Regions from separate parts of the Mus musculus genome. Here all the other regions are linked to region 1. The links are chromatin contacts, called in public Hi-C and HiChIP or PLAC-seq maps. All regions are on one chromosome and are shown on one strand. Each heading gives the region's core, a stretch centred on a gene start, on an enhancer-like site or on the middle of the called end of the contact. The rest is flanking DNA. Distances are from core to core; before and after follow the strand shown.

What was found. Hi-C and Micro-C count contacts between places; a contact is called where the count stands out from the background. HiChIP or PLAC-seq counts read pairs in DNA pulled down with a chosen protein or histone mark.
Region 2: a Hi-C map of extraembryonic endoderm stem cells shows a contact between it and region 1, with 2.5 times the contacts expected there. The contact joins two enhancer-like sites. A contact is called at or near these places in 3 of 484 Hi-C or Micro-C datasets (bone marrow-derived macrophages, extraembryonic endoderm stem cells and nephron progenitors), 4 of 115 datasets of contacts at active chromatin or transcription factors (embryonic stem cells, extraembryonic endoderm stem cells, hepatocytes and 1 more) and 2 of 9 other capture datasets (embryonic stem cells and embryonic tail).
Region 3: a contact with region 1 is called in an H3K27ac HiChIP or PLAC-seq map of embryonic stem cells, with 8 read pairs. The contact joins two enhancer-like sites. A contact is called at or near these places in 6 of 484 Hi-C or Micro-C datasets (bone marrow-derived macrophages, cerebellar granule neurons, differentiating embryonic stem cells and 1 more), 5 of 115 datasets of contacts at active chromatin or transcription factors (embryonic stem cells and extraembryonic endoderm stem cells) and 1 of 9 other capture datasets (embryonic stem cells).

What each region holds. Positions count from the first base shown.
Region 1 is chr10:17,228,764-17,232,759 of GRCm38.p6, forward strand. No RefSeq gene overlaps it. Among named protein-coding and RNA genes, the nearest start is that of Gm20125, 130 kb to the left of the region's middle. Within about 2 kb of position 1,733, at least 99 of the 459 cell types and tissues checked have an H3K27ac peak or open chromatin away from gene starts, as enhancers often do. A contact at or near this core is called in differentiating embryonic stem cells, embryonic stem cells and extraembryonic endoderm stem cells, where this site is marked.
Region 2 is chr10:17,667,378-17,671,373 of GRCm38.p6, forward strand. It overlaps Gm32543 (a long non-coding RNA gene), which reads right to left. Exons shown (of 4, transcript XR_001779719.1): 2 at 667-754. The region is part of intron 2 of Gm32656 (a long non-coding RNA gene); the gene reads left to right. Among named protein-coding and RNA genes, the nearest start is that of Gm32656, 9.6 kb to the left of the region's middle. Within about 2 kb of position 2,209, at least 32 of the 459 cell types and tissues checked have an H3K27ac peak or open chromatin away from gene starts, as enhancers often do. A contact at or near this core is called in extraembryonic endoderm stem cells, where this site is marked.
Region 3 is chr10:17,574,148-17,578,143 of GRCm38.p6, forward strand. All of the region lies in intron 3 of Gm32543 (a long non-coding RNA gene), which reads right to left. Among named protein-coding and RNA genes, the nearest start is that of Gm32656, 84 kb to the right of the region's middle. Within about 2 kb of position 1,909, at least 167 of the 459 cell types and tissues checked have an H3K27ac peak or open chromatin away from gene starts, as enhancers often do. A contact at or near this core is called in differentiating embryonic stem cells, embryonic stem cells and extraembryonic endoderm stem cells, where this site is marked.

The DNA.
Region 1 (3,996 bases), core at 483-2,982:
GTATAATTTTATAATATTGACAGATTATTGACAAGTTGACTGGAAATAGAACAGTATTGATTAAGTTACACTCCTACTCTTCTCTCCATTTTTGCCAACGCTAGATATTATCCAACTTTTGGCCAATTTGATGAGAATCCATTTAGAATCTGCATTTGATCTAATTTATCAGTGAGGGTGAGAGTTTTTTCCTCTGTTCATTGGCTTCTACATTTCACACCTCAGTTGTTTGTTTATATCTTTGTTTGCCTTTGTAGCAGGGTATTGGGGGTGGTGGTGGTGGTGGTGGTGGTAGGGTTTTCTAAAGTATTTGTTTGCAAAGCTTTTAAAGAACATGATTAAAAATCTGTTGTCTTTGAAATAGGATGCAACTAATTCTCTCACAACTCTTTTATATGTAAACAGTGGCCTGGTCAACTGCAAAGAAAAAGAAAATGAATAAGAAAGGAAGGAATGAAGATAGAAGAAAAAGGAAAGGAAGGAAGGAAGGAAGGAGTGGGTTTGGCTTCTACAAATTATTGTGAAGTGTTTGAAAATTGTTTGGCTAATTTAGAGAAGTTAGGTGTTAGTAAGTTAATAAAAGTAAACTAAGATTGGGCTGCTCATTTAGAAAGTACCAAGGGGAAGCCAAGTTGCCAGCCCACTAAGGTATAAGGTATCAATGGGGCTTAGGCAAGACAAGGGAGCCTTCTGGTGCTTCAGTCCTGGTGAATCCTAATAAAAGCCTATGAAGAAAGCCAAGCTTTTTTATCTTGTGAAAAGAAAAAGGCCTCTGATAAAGAATAACACAAATCTATGAAAACTATCAAGACTATTTTTACATATGTAAAATGTAATTATAATATCAATTAAATGGAAAGGTGACATTTAATGGATATGGTAATATTGCATGAAGAGACACTTTGAAAATTTAGGACATCTCAGAATTAGTGTCAACCCAAGGTCATAATCTATTTCCTAGGTGCCCAAACCAAACTTTCAAAGCAAGACAGTGAAATCAAATCACTAGAAGACTCTTAAGAAGAAAGGAAGTCCAGATAAAACAAATAATAAAGTCTTTGTCTGAAAAATATTTGGAAAAAGGATAAAAAGCAATCCTTTTTTTAAAACTTCATTTCATGACTTTAAAATATTCAAATATATTTATAACTGTTGGAGACTGCAAGTTCTTTTGAATGCTCTTGGAGAGGAATTTAAATTCTTCTCCCATGCGATTACCTGCGTTCGCAAGGTCAGTGTGAGAAAGAGGCCAAGTTGTAACAATGCAATGATATCTGCCGTCTCCGATTAAAGAGAAAGAAACACCCAGCTGACACGGGAAAGGGCAGACACATGCAGGGGTGTGATTATAAGACCACTGTCCCTGGAGAGCCCGGGAGAAATAAGATCTGTATCTCTCGAGGCCATTCTGGAGATGAGAGACTATCTGTTAGTGAATACAAAGAGCCAGGGGTGCCCACATTTCTCAGCTCTAAACATGATGCTAAGCGTAGCTGGGTGCCATTAGTGTGGTTGGGCCGTAGGGTAGTGATCTAGACAGGCTTTGTTCTCCTCGGTAAGAACTGATGCATTTCAAGTCAGTAATCAGCATTGTCTGTGCATTTGCTCAGCTAATCTTCTGGCAACGTGTGATGAACAATCTGTCTATTGACTGGCTCAGCAGTTGCCGGCCCCTCCACCCTCACCCCACGTTGATCCCTGCCTCCTTTCTGCTGGCTGCTCTTTTTTTTTTTTTTCCTAGAAAAGAAGGATATAAAGAACTGTCCGTTCTCCTCCCCTCCCCCAGGATACAATTCCCATTCTGTAGGCCCTTCTCCCTAGGCCCGCTACACTTTGTGATTCTTTCTGGAATGCTAAAAATGCTGCCTGATTCTTGGCACTGGGCTACTTTCTGAAACTCTGAAACCCTTCAGCCGCTTCCCAAACAAGAGGTGTGTTTCTACTGTCTTTCATGTCTGTGTGCGTGCGCATGCTGAGAGGGCCTTGTTTATAGGAAATAGGAACATTTTGGTGACATCTGTCATCACTTCATCCAGAAAATACTTGTGATTAGCACTTTGTGTTAGGAGTAGGGGCAGGCAGGCAGAGAGACTGATCTCTTTATTATTCTGATAAATATGTGGATTTGCTCGTGGATGCAACCTTATGACAGCAACATGAAAACTCTAGATTTGGTATTTGACAATCTTTTTTTTTTTTTTTTTTTTTTTTTTTTTTTACCATTTACAAAAGTAGGAATAAAAAACAAAAAAGGACAACAAACAAAAAAGGACCAAATGTGCTGAAACTCAGGCTAGATTTACTTCTAAAAGAAGCCGAAATACACAATGTTGCTTAATTATAATTTTAAAGTCACTAGCACAATGCAAAGTATGATTGCTTGAGAGCACAAAACTTGACTTCTTCCATTTGTGCTAAGTAGTTCATAATCAGCTTCAACCGAATATGCATTCATTTGCCAGGGACAAAGCATGAAAGGCAATCAGGCCATTACCTGTGTTTCTACTTAGCTTCACCTTCTGCTCTTAACCACAGGCAACTAGATAGAACAAATCCAAACAAGGGACAATAAAATTCCATACAAGTCGAACACATGCACAAATTGGGTATTTTTATTCATTTAAATTCCCCTCTCCCAGCCCCCGATGTTTCTTTGTTTCTGTAGAAGAAAGAAACATAGATTTCACCACCAGAACAGCATAGTTCTGGAGAGAAAAGCATTCCCCTGATGAAATCAGGATCTTGGGCCAAAAACCATTGGTTCTACACTCAGAATTTCTGCGCATGCTCACTCACCATGTATAGGCTCAAAGTTCTTTACAGAGTGATTCTAGAATGTCTTTCACTTTGCCTTGTAGAGATCCCACACCAACTGGAAAGCTCCCTTAAGTTTAAAAAAAAACATATTCAGACTCCTTCCCCACCCAGCTGATGAGCTGAGACTCCTCCAAACTTTCTGCTCACTCCTAGAACTTGATAGTCTCTTGGGTGATATAATTGAGTTCTATAAACTTCAAAATTTTAAGGAATCAATGAAAGAAGTAACTCAAAACCAGTGGATTGTTGGAGTAATTATTACAGCCACTATGGCACCAGAGCAGTTACCACAGCTCTTTGTATGAGGTCTTATTCAGATTACATTGCCAGTTTTCAATAGCTGATTCTACCATCTGGTGAACTTCCATTCCTTAAAAAAAAAAAAAAAGTACCTTTAAAATAGCTTTCATTCTTATTTTCAATCATCTGTGCAATGAGGCAAACACACACACACAAACACACACACACTCACATCCATGGGTCTCAAACAGTGCTTGACAAATGTGGACAACTGGGTGGAGGATGTAAATGAAAAAGCACTTGCCTGGCATGCGTGTGACTGTGGGCTCCATTTTCAGTACTACGGTCACCCCCCGCCCAACAACCAAACCCACAATCAATCACACTTGGTTCAAGTAGTAATATGTGAATTATCATAGAGGAAGTGACAAAGAATTTGAATTTCAACCTAGCCTGGCATCAGCCTCTCCCAGTTCATAGTTTCCTTTTAAGCCATTCTTGTTTTTCCTTCTACCAAGCATCTTCTAAGAAGTTTGTCGACATGCTGTTTGCAAGCAGAAGTCTCCAAGACAACTAACTGGAAGTCTTAATCATGTATGTGGTTCCAAAAAAGAAGGCCAGAAACAAAAATCACACACACACACACACACACACACACACACTTTTAAGTAATTTTATCATGCAGTACCAATATTTTACTTAAAGAGGCAACCATATTTAGAAAGCCTAAAACCACATACAATAAAACGGAAAATTCCCGAAGCCATTACTAAGACAGTTACCATGTTTTCTTATTTTATTCTGGCTCCCTAACAAGTTCCAGTAGGACCATCTCTTGTTAATGATGGTTTTTAAAGCGCCCAGCATTGTCTTGAGAAAAGGCTTTTGAGTACTCGCTGCCCAGTCACTTCAGTTCGCCGGGTGACTCATTTTCAAAAG
Region 2 (3,996 bases), core at 959-3,458, 440 kb after region 1:
TCATTAATTATCGTACAATTATATCTACCACCATTGAGAGCCTGATAAAAATGTTCTGTGGGCTGTTTCTGAGTTCCCATTGCTCTTAGGTGGAGGTGCTATTGTGTCAGAACTGTTTCATGTGTAGCATCAAGTGCAGAATAAACAGGCACAGCTTGGATTTCAGACAAGTTTCTTCTGATCCTGGAGTCTGAGCTCACAAACTAGTGACCTTTAACTTGGGGTAGTTACAGGTTGCTCTGGGAATGTTAAAGTTATGAACTTTCTCCTACAACAATGACACACACTTCCACTGCATACAGTTTTGAAGAGTTTCCCACTCACCCTCAGGATCATACAGAGTTTTCTTGGGGTCCATAGGACCCAACTATGGAAATCTAAGTTCAATATTTTCTTATATACCCAAATGTAGGGGCTTTATAATTGATGATTAGAGCTGTGCTATACAGATGAGAATGTTATATGAATGTGGAGAAGAGTGACCAAGATACCAAGCCATCTGCGAGCCAGACCACTGGCCAGAGCCAATGAGTCAGAATATTTTTTCATGTTTCCTGCCCTATGGTGTCTTGTTTATCTATTACATGATAACAAGTGGTTGTTATCACAATATTTCTAGAGAAGAAAGCTGATGAAATGAAAAGCAGGCAGTGTCGTAGGACGTACCTTTCTGTGTAGTGGGTAGTCTGGGCTAGACCACCTTGAGCTCCCAGTGAGTTGCAGCTGTACATCTGCCCAGGAACTATTTCAGATCCTTGGATGAAGGACACGCACACATTAGCTCATTTTTAACCTGTCTTACTGGCTCAGTGGCTGGGCTCTTCTAAGCCTCCTGAAGCTATCGTGCCCTTCCCTTTACTCATAGCTCAAGGACTCTAAATCTCCCCTCGGTGTAGTTGGTCTTGCTGCCCAAGATGCTCTTGGGCTCCCCTTTCATGGGCCTCTTTCCCTTGCCTACATTTTAGAAGATCTCCCCTGTAGCTCTGAGTCTGTTCCGTCTCTCTCCAAGTATCTTGATTCTCTTCTTCCTGCCCTCTCTCTCCTTGACTGTGGAAACCTGGAAGTCCTACCTCTTTCTTTCCAGCCAGCCACTCGCCACTGGCATTTTTATTGATAGATCAAAAATCATTTGAGAGCAAGGACCTTCAGCATAAATAAACACAGATTCGCAATTAAATCAAAGCGTCAGAACCAGTCCTGTACATTTCTGAGCATGGAACTGGATCAGAACGTGGTGCGGACCCAGAGACAGCTCTTCAGAAGCTGTAGTTTGCATTTGCAGTTAAGTAAGCCTTGTCACCTTGTCATCTACTACTCTTCTCCCTTTAACCCAGTCTTTATTCCAGACTACGTTATACCAGAAAATATAAGAGGGGCCTCTGAATATTTACAAACTCAGTGTCTGCTTCTTCATATTTTCAGGTCACCATGACACCTCTGCCTAAACTTCACCTCAGGTTTTCTCTCCAGTGTCTTTTCAGCTACTGTTTCTACCTCTAGCTCAAATGGAATTAGTTGCTCCATTCTCTAAGAATTTCCCCGTTGAAAAACTTGACTACAGCTGAGGTCTTTATGCATGAGGTGAGGCCACAGGTATTTAACTGGCCTCTAGTTTGACTGTGTTTATGAGTGATGTCACCTATAACCACAATCAGGACCTGCTGGTAACAGAGTGAGTGGAAGATTGGTCTGTGTGTTTGAACCTGACCCTGCACTGGACTAGCCTGGAGTCCTTGCTCCATTAGAAGATACAGGCTGGGAAATTTCCTTCAGACAGTTACAGTAAAATACCTACTTTACTCAAACTAGGCTAACTGGCTGAGGGAGACACCCGTACTACTTTATATATTCAAAATCCATTCCACCTAGTGTCAGCTCTTCCATAACATGAGCTAGGGATATTTAGGCAGGGATTAAATGGAATCTTGATTACTGGTTAGAAGCCAGCAGTGGAATGGTAGAAGTTTCTATATCTGAGACCAGCGTGTCATTTAGGATACCTAGGTCAAGTTTCAGAGTATACATATTTCCCGATACATCTCAGCGGTCACTTGCTCAGTCCTTTAGGAAAGAATGTCACACACACACACACACACACACACACACACACACAATGTTAGTTATTCTACATGCTGCTGGGACCAAACGCTCTCAAAGCCAATGCAAGGAAGTAGTTTAAAGAGCACTGTGACACGTGACGCGTGGCATATGGGGAAGTACATTAAACAGAAGACTAAACACCATGCCCATTCATGTTATGGAGACAGAGAGAGTCTGAGAGGAACTGATCGCTAAAAGACCACACAGAACTGAAATGTGCACCCTCCATTTCCAGTCTTCGTCTTCCTGGATCAGTCACGTGCATTCTTTGTTCCCTGGTAGTTACTGAGTGCTGCTTTTCTGTCACAAACAGACAAGCCTGCAGAGTGGTATCTCGTGCTAGAAAGGTTCCATTCCATTGTGTATGTCAGCAAGGTCTCTGTGAGCACTGATAGATGATATCTTGGAAACAATACTGAATTAGACTTCCTGCGTCACTCGGAGGTGTGAGTTAACCGCTGATTCTTTACCTGGGAAATAGATCAATTATACACTCCTCATTTATCCAGCAAAGATTAGCTGAACATATGCTGCGTCTCAGGCTCTGAGTGTAAAATGATGTGCAACAAAGAGCTTTTATACTTGAGCAGAGAGGACAAGATAAGTGTGGGACCCATGGGATTCTGGAGCAAATAAAGGAGAACCACTTAACTGGGTCTACACGTACAGAGGAAGCTAGCCCAGCAGGGAGTGGGGATGGGCAGAAAGTGAGTGAGGGGTTAGACATCTGGAAAGAAGTGGAGCATTGCTGATTCACAGAGGTCAAAGGGAAGACAGAGAGAGATAGGTCTGTGACAGAATGTCACATACTGTGTTAGTCATTCTACATGCTTCTGGGACAAGAGGCCTGACAGAGCCAACCTGAGGAATGAGTGGCTTATTCTGGCTCACAGTTTAAGCTCATGCTGCAGAAGTCATGGTAGCCGAAGCCTGAAGAGAGAAATGATGCTGCTGCTCGACTCACTCTCTCCTTTTCATTCAGTCTGACAGTTAGAGTAGGTTTTCCCACCTCAACTAGCCTAATCTAGAAAACTCCTCACTAACGTGCTCCAGGTTGTTTCCCTGGGGATTCTAGATGGCATTAAGTTGATGAACAATATCAATCCTTACATATCATCCAGTCTACCTGCTGGCAATGAGTAATACACCGGGTTGTTGTTTTAGCACAATTCTTCCAATAGCAGAATAGAGAATGTCCTAGAGGGCTTTGTCCTAGAAGCATGAGGATTGATTCTAAGACTGCTGCCATGGTAGTTGAACCAGTCATAAGTGGACAGTCTAGATACCATAAATAGATTGATGGCAATAATTTGGAGATTGTGTTGTAGTCCAGACATGAGATGTCTCCACAAGAGTTCATGTGTGAAAGACTCAGTCCTCTATACAAGGTTCAGAGCCCAGCTCCTAGGAAATAACTGTTTCATTATGGCAGTTTGAGTATGCTTAGTCCATGGGAAGTGGCACTATTAGGAATGTGGCCTTGTTGGAGGAGGTGTGGCCTTGTTGGAGGAGGTGTGGCCTTGTTGGAGGAGGTGTGGCCTTGTTGGAGGAGGTGTGGCCTTGTTGGAGGAGGTGTGGCCTTGTTGGAAGAGGTGTGGTCATTGTGTGGGTAGGTTTTGATATCCTATATTCAAGCTCTACCCAGTTCAGAACAGAGATTCTTCTCCTGTCTGGCTTAGGATCAAGATGTAGAACTCAAGATGTAGAACTCTTCACAGCAATAAAACCGTAACTAAGGCAGTCGTAAAGGCATGAACATAATTAATGGATTAATACATCAACTGACATAACTGAATGGATTGTTGGGAGATTAGGCTTGACTGGAAGAAATAATATCCTGGGAATGTACCTTGGAAGGGTCTGTCTGGCCTCACCCTTGTTCTCTGTCTCTGACTC
Region 3 (3,996 bases), core at 659-3,158, 350 kb after region 1:
GACTGAAGGAAAGGACATCTAGAGACTGCCCCACCTGGGGATCAATCCCACATGCAGATAGCAAACCTAGACGTTATTGCTGATTCCAAGAAGAGCTTGCTGACAGGAGCCTGATACAGCTGTCTCCTGAGAGGCTCTGCCAGATCCTGAACAATACAGATTTGGATGCTCTCAGTCAACCATTGGACTGAGCACAGGGACCCCAGTGGAGCAGATAGGAGAACGACTGAAGGAGCTGAAGGGGCCTTATCTGGCATCAATGGGAGGGGAGGCCCTTGGTCCTGTGAAGGCTTGATGCCCCGGTGTGGAGGAATGCTAGGGCAGTGAGGTGGGTGTAGGTGCACGGGTGAAGGAGCACCCTCATAGAAGCAGGGTAAGGGGCAATGGGATGGGGGATTTGCAGAGGGGAAACCGAGAAAGGGGATAACATTTGAAATGTAAACAAATAAAATATCCAATAAAAATGATTTTGCTGCTTATTTTTTAAATTGTAATCCAATTACATTTCTCCTTTCCCTTTCCTTCTTCAGAACTTTCCCATCTCCTCCTCCTCCAGATTCATGGCCTTTTATTTCATTAGTTGATACTGTGTGCAGCTATAGATAATCTTTTTCTGCAAAGAGTGTGAAGCTTAGGACTTCTCAAAGCATGTGTAGAGCTGGGGTAGTTTGATCCCCCCACCCCCACCCCCGCAGCAACCCGTACAAAACAACCACCACCAAACCAAACAAACAAAGAACTGTTAGCATTTCCATGGCTTCAACTAGACCACGGAAGTGGAAGAGAAAAGGACCATGCAGAAAGTGACACAACTGGATTTCTGACTGATAAGGGGGTTAGAGTGCTCTACAGAGCAGCAAAACAGATTCCAGGCTGGTCTTCAATGTCCTGGTCTTTCACAGGCTCTCTGACCTCTGTTTACCAGAAGGCTTCCACGGTCGTTTTCCTCACCCACCCCCATTTCCTGTATTAGGAGGTGTTGGGCCTGGCCTATGCAACAGCAATCTACAGCAGTCAGAAACCAGAGGTTTTCCTGGTTCTCTGGACAGTTGCTCATCACTAAGCAGGAAACAAGTTGGGGAGGGCCACAAGACTCTTGGTGTCTGGCTCTGAGGAGGTACAGATGAAGATGTGATACCAGAGAGAATGAGGGGCTACAGAGAAAAGGACAAAAAAGTAGCCATCTGGGGAGGAAGTTAGGAAGTCAGAGCTAGATGGAAAGCTGCAAAGAAACTTCTCGAATCCCTGGTGTGTGAGTTGTGAAGGAGAGAGGAGCAGATCTCCAGTCAGAATGGGGTTAGAATGGCAAGATCCTCCATTGTCTACCCAAGGAAAACGATGGCAGCGAAGCAGAAGTTTTTCTTAGGATTCAGTGTCTCTGTCTCTTCCTCCCTGTGGTTTCACTGGGCTATGAAGACGCAGTCTGGGCGTGACCTGACACTCACTGGAACGCAGCTTTCCCTGGACACACCAATCTGCCCATCCCAGGACACCTAGGGACAAAGAACAGGGAAATGTACAACCCTTAGGGTTGCTTGTGAGCTTGAAGAAAGGGGTGGGGAGAGAGAGGGTTGCAAAAGGAGCAATCAACGACATAAGAGAGGGAGTATGGAAGGAACAGAAGTGTTCAATCCAACATGCATGTCTCTTAGGTTTATTGGATGGGTTTAATCTCACGGTCTGCTATAAGCAAATTGAAACCTGATCCTAAATTCATTCCAATAAGACCATAATTTAAAGGGCATAAAGTTCTGCTCAGAAAAAGGCTTCCCTTCAGCCTTCTTTTCACTCCCACATTTACTTCTCGGGCTTAGACAAAGGCTTTGTGCTTTAACTCTCCTGCACAGTGGAGACAGAGTATCTGTGTTGATAATGACTCAGCACAAGGGCTCTTGAGTCTTTCCCCCACTACTTTCAGAAGAAACAGGGCTGGATTGCTTAATTGTTCCTTCCTGAACTGTAGAAGAAAAGGACTCAGGACTCAGGAGTCAGAAGGGCAAGATTAGAGCCTTGACAGATACAGAGAAAATGGTTTTCGCTAAGATAAACAAGGATTTTTACCATCAAAATAGGAAATCCTTCAAAGCACTATGGTGCTTAGTCGCCAGTCAGTTAAAACAGCAAAGGAAGGGAAAGAGTGGGAGAGAGTTAATCTATATCCAGAATTCTTAATTAGATGGTTAAAAGCAAAACAAAACAAAGAGAAAAATAGCCTTAGCAGCCAAGCCTGTGTGTTCAAGTTGAGCAAGGAAAAAGGACTTTGAACTGAAGTTGCAGGCACCAGCATACCACCCTAAGCCAGTGCACTCTTGATAGAAGCAGCTAGCCACTATTCTGGAAACTTCCTTCCCTGCTGAGAATCTATTAACAATTTTATCTTCTCCAAACTCAAAGCCAATTTTGTAAATAAATGGAAAACTTTTTAAGACAAATAATGCTTAATCATTTGTAAATTGTACAATGGCCCTGATTTACAAAAGATCTCCTCTCTAATGAATAATCCAGGGGAGTCTAGACTCACCCCTACAGGAAAAGCCTGTTTTCCTTTCACCCACATTTCCTCTCTCACAAACACCAAAAATGCTTCCCAGACTAACTTTAACTAGACTTGCTAGATACCAGAGAGAGAACACCCAGAGATAGCCTATGCAATTTTACTGATAATTGGGTAGAATAAGGAAAAAGAAATCAACATATTTAAGTATTATATAATGAAGAGGGGGTTGAGATATGAAGGTGGTCACCTATAGGCTCCTGACTGGAATACAAACCTTTCTGTACCTATCATGTGTCTCTCTCAAAGTACATTTTCATTTGTAATTAAAATCCACCGTGATTCACACCCTTGGTTGGTTTGAACTCTGTTTCTGTTTTCATCTTCAACTGAAAGTTAACTGGGTGTTGATTACTTGTTGAATAGACTCCACCTCAGCAAGCATTGTGAAGCTGCAGCTCAGAATGCTCACTCCAGGGCCTAGCACTGCTCAGATGCCATCTACGGTCCATCTTGCCAAGGAATGAAGATTAAATGAGAACGACTTTTCCTTCACTCCCTTCTTGCAACTGTAGGCAGAAAAACTGAAGCAAAGGATAAAAAGAGAGAAAGAGAGGGATGGAGGAGACAGGGAGAGCATACTTTGTTGCTGGTCTATCTTCAATGTTACACATTACTCCCAGCAAGCAATGTCTTTAATGCTTTTAACTCGAATGTCAGTTTAATAACATAGTGATAATCAAAGTCTCAGATGCCAGGCACCTGCTTGTTTCTGTGCTCTCTTCCAAAATGTTAACCCAGCACTTGAAAAAAGCAGTCAGATCTCTGTGAGTTCAAGGCCAACCTTGTGAGTTCCAGGATGACAATGCTGTGTAGAGACAACCTGTCTCAAAATACACACATACACACACACACACACACGCACACACACACACACACACACACACACACACAAGATAATTCTTCACCAATGTGTATCTGACAGCCAGGTTCACCAGGGTCAGCTCTCCAGCTCCAGCTGGTGATCTAATTACAGCAAAATACAATCTGGAGTCACACCTGGCCCTGTGGCCAGATCACCTGACATGTTTGGGTGAAACCAAATGGACAGGGACTCAAGTTCTAGGCAGTAAGTAAGTCATAACAAGCAGTCCCTTCTTGTCTTTTATGCAACTTGTTATTTCCTTTGCAGAAGGTCTGTCTGAGAATGATTGCATAGTTGTTGTTAGTTAAGGTATGTCTGGGCCCTGGACTCAAGGGTCTTCAACTGAGTCCAAAGGTACCTACTCTCAAAAGAAAGACAGACATTCAGTCATAGGCCCAGAGGGCCCATAAACAAACCAAACAACAACAACAAAAACCAAATGAGATACACAGGAGATCTCTGTATAATTGTAAACCATTTTAAAAGGCAACTCAGAAATAATATGCGAGCGACTGCAAAAGTCTGTGTTTTCTGAAGACAAAGACAGGTCACAGCCCTCTCTCATTGTGTACATGGA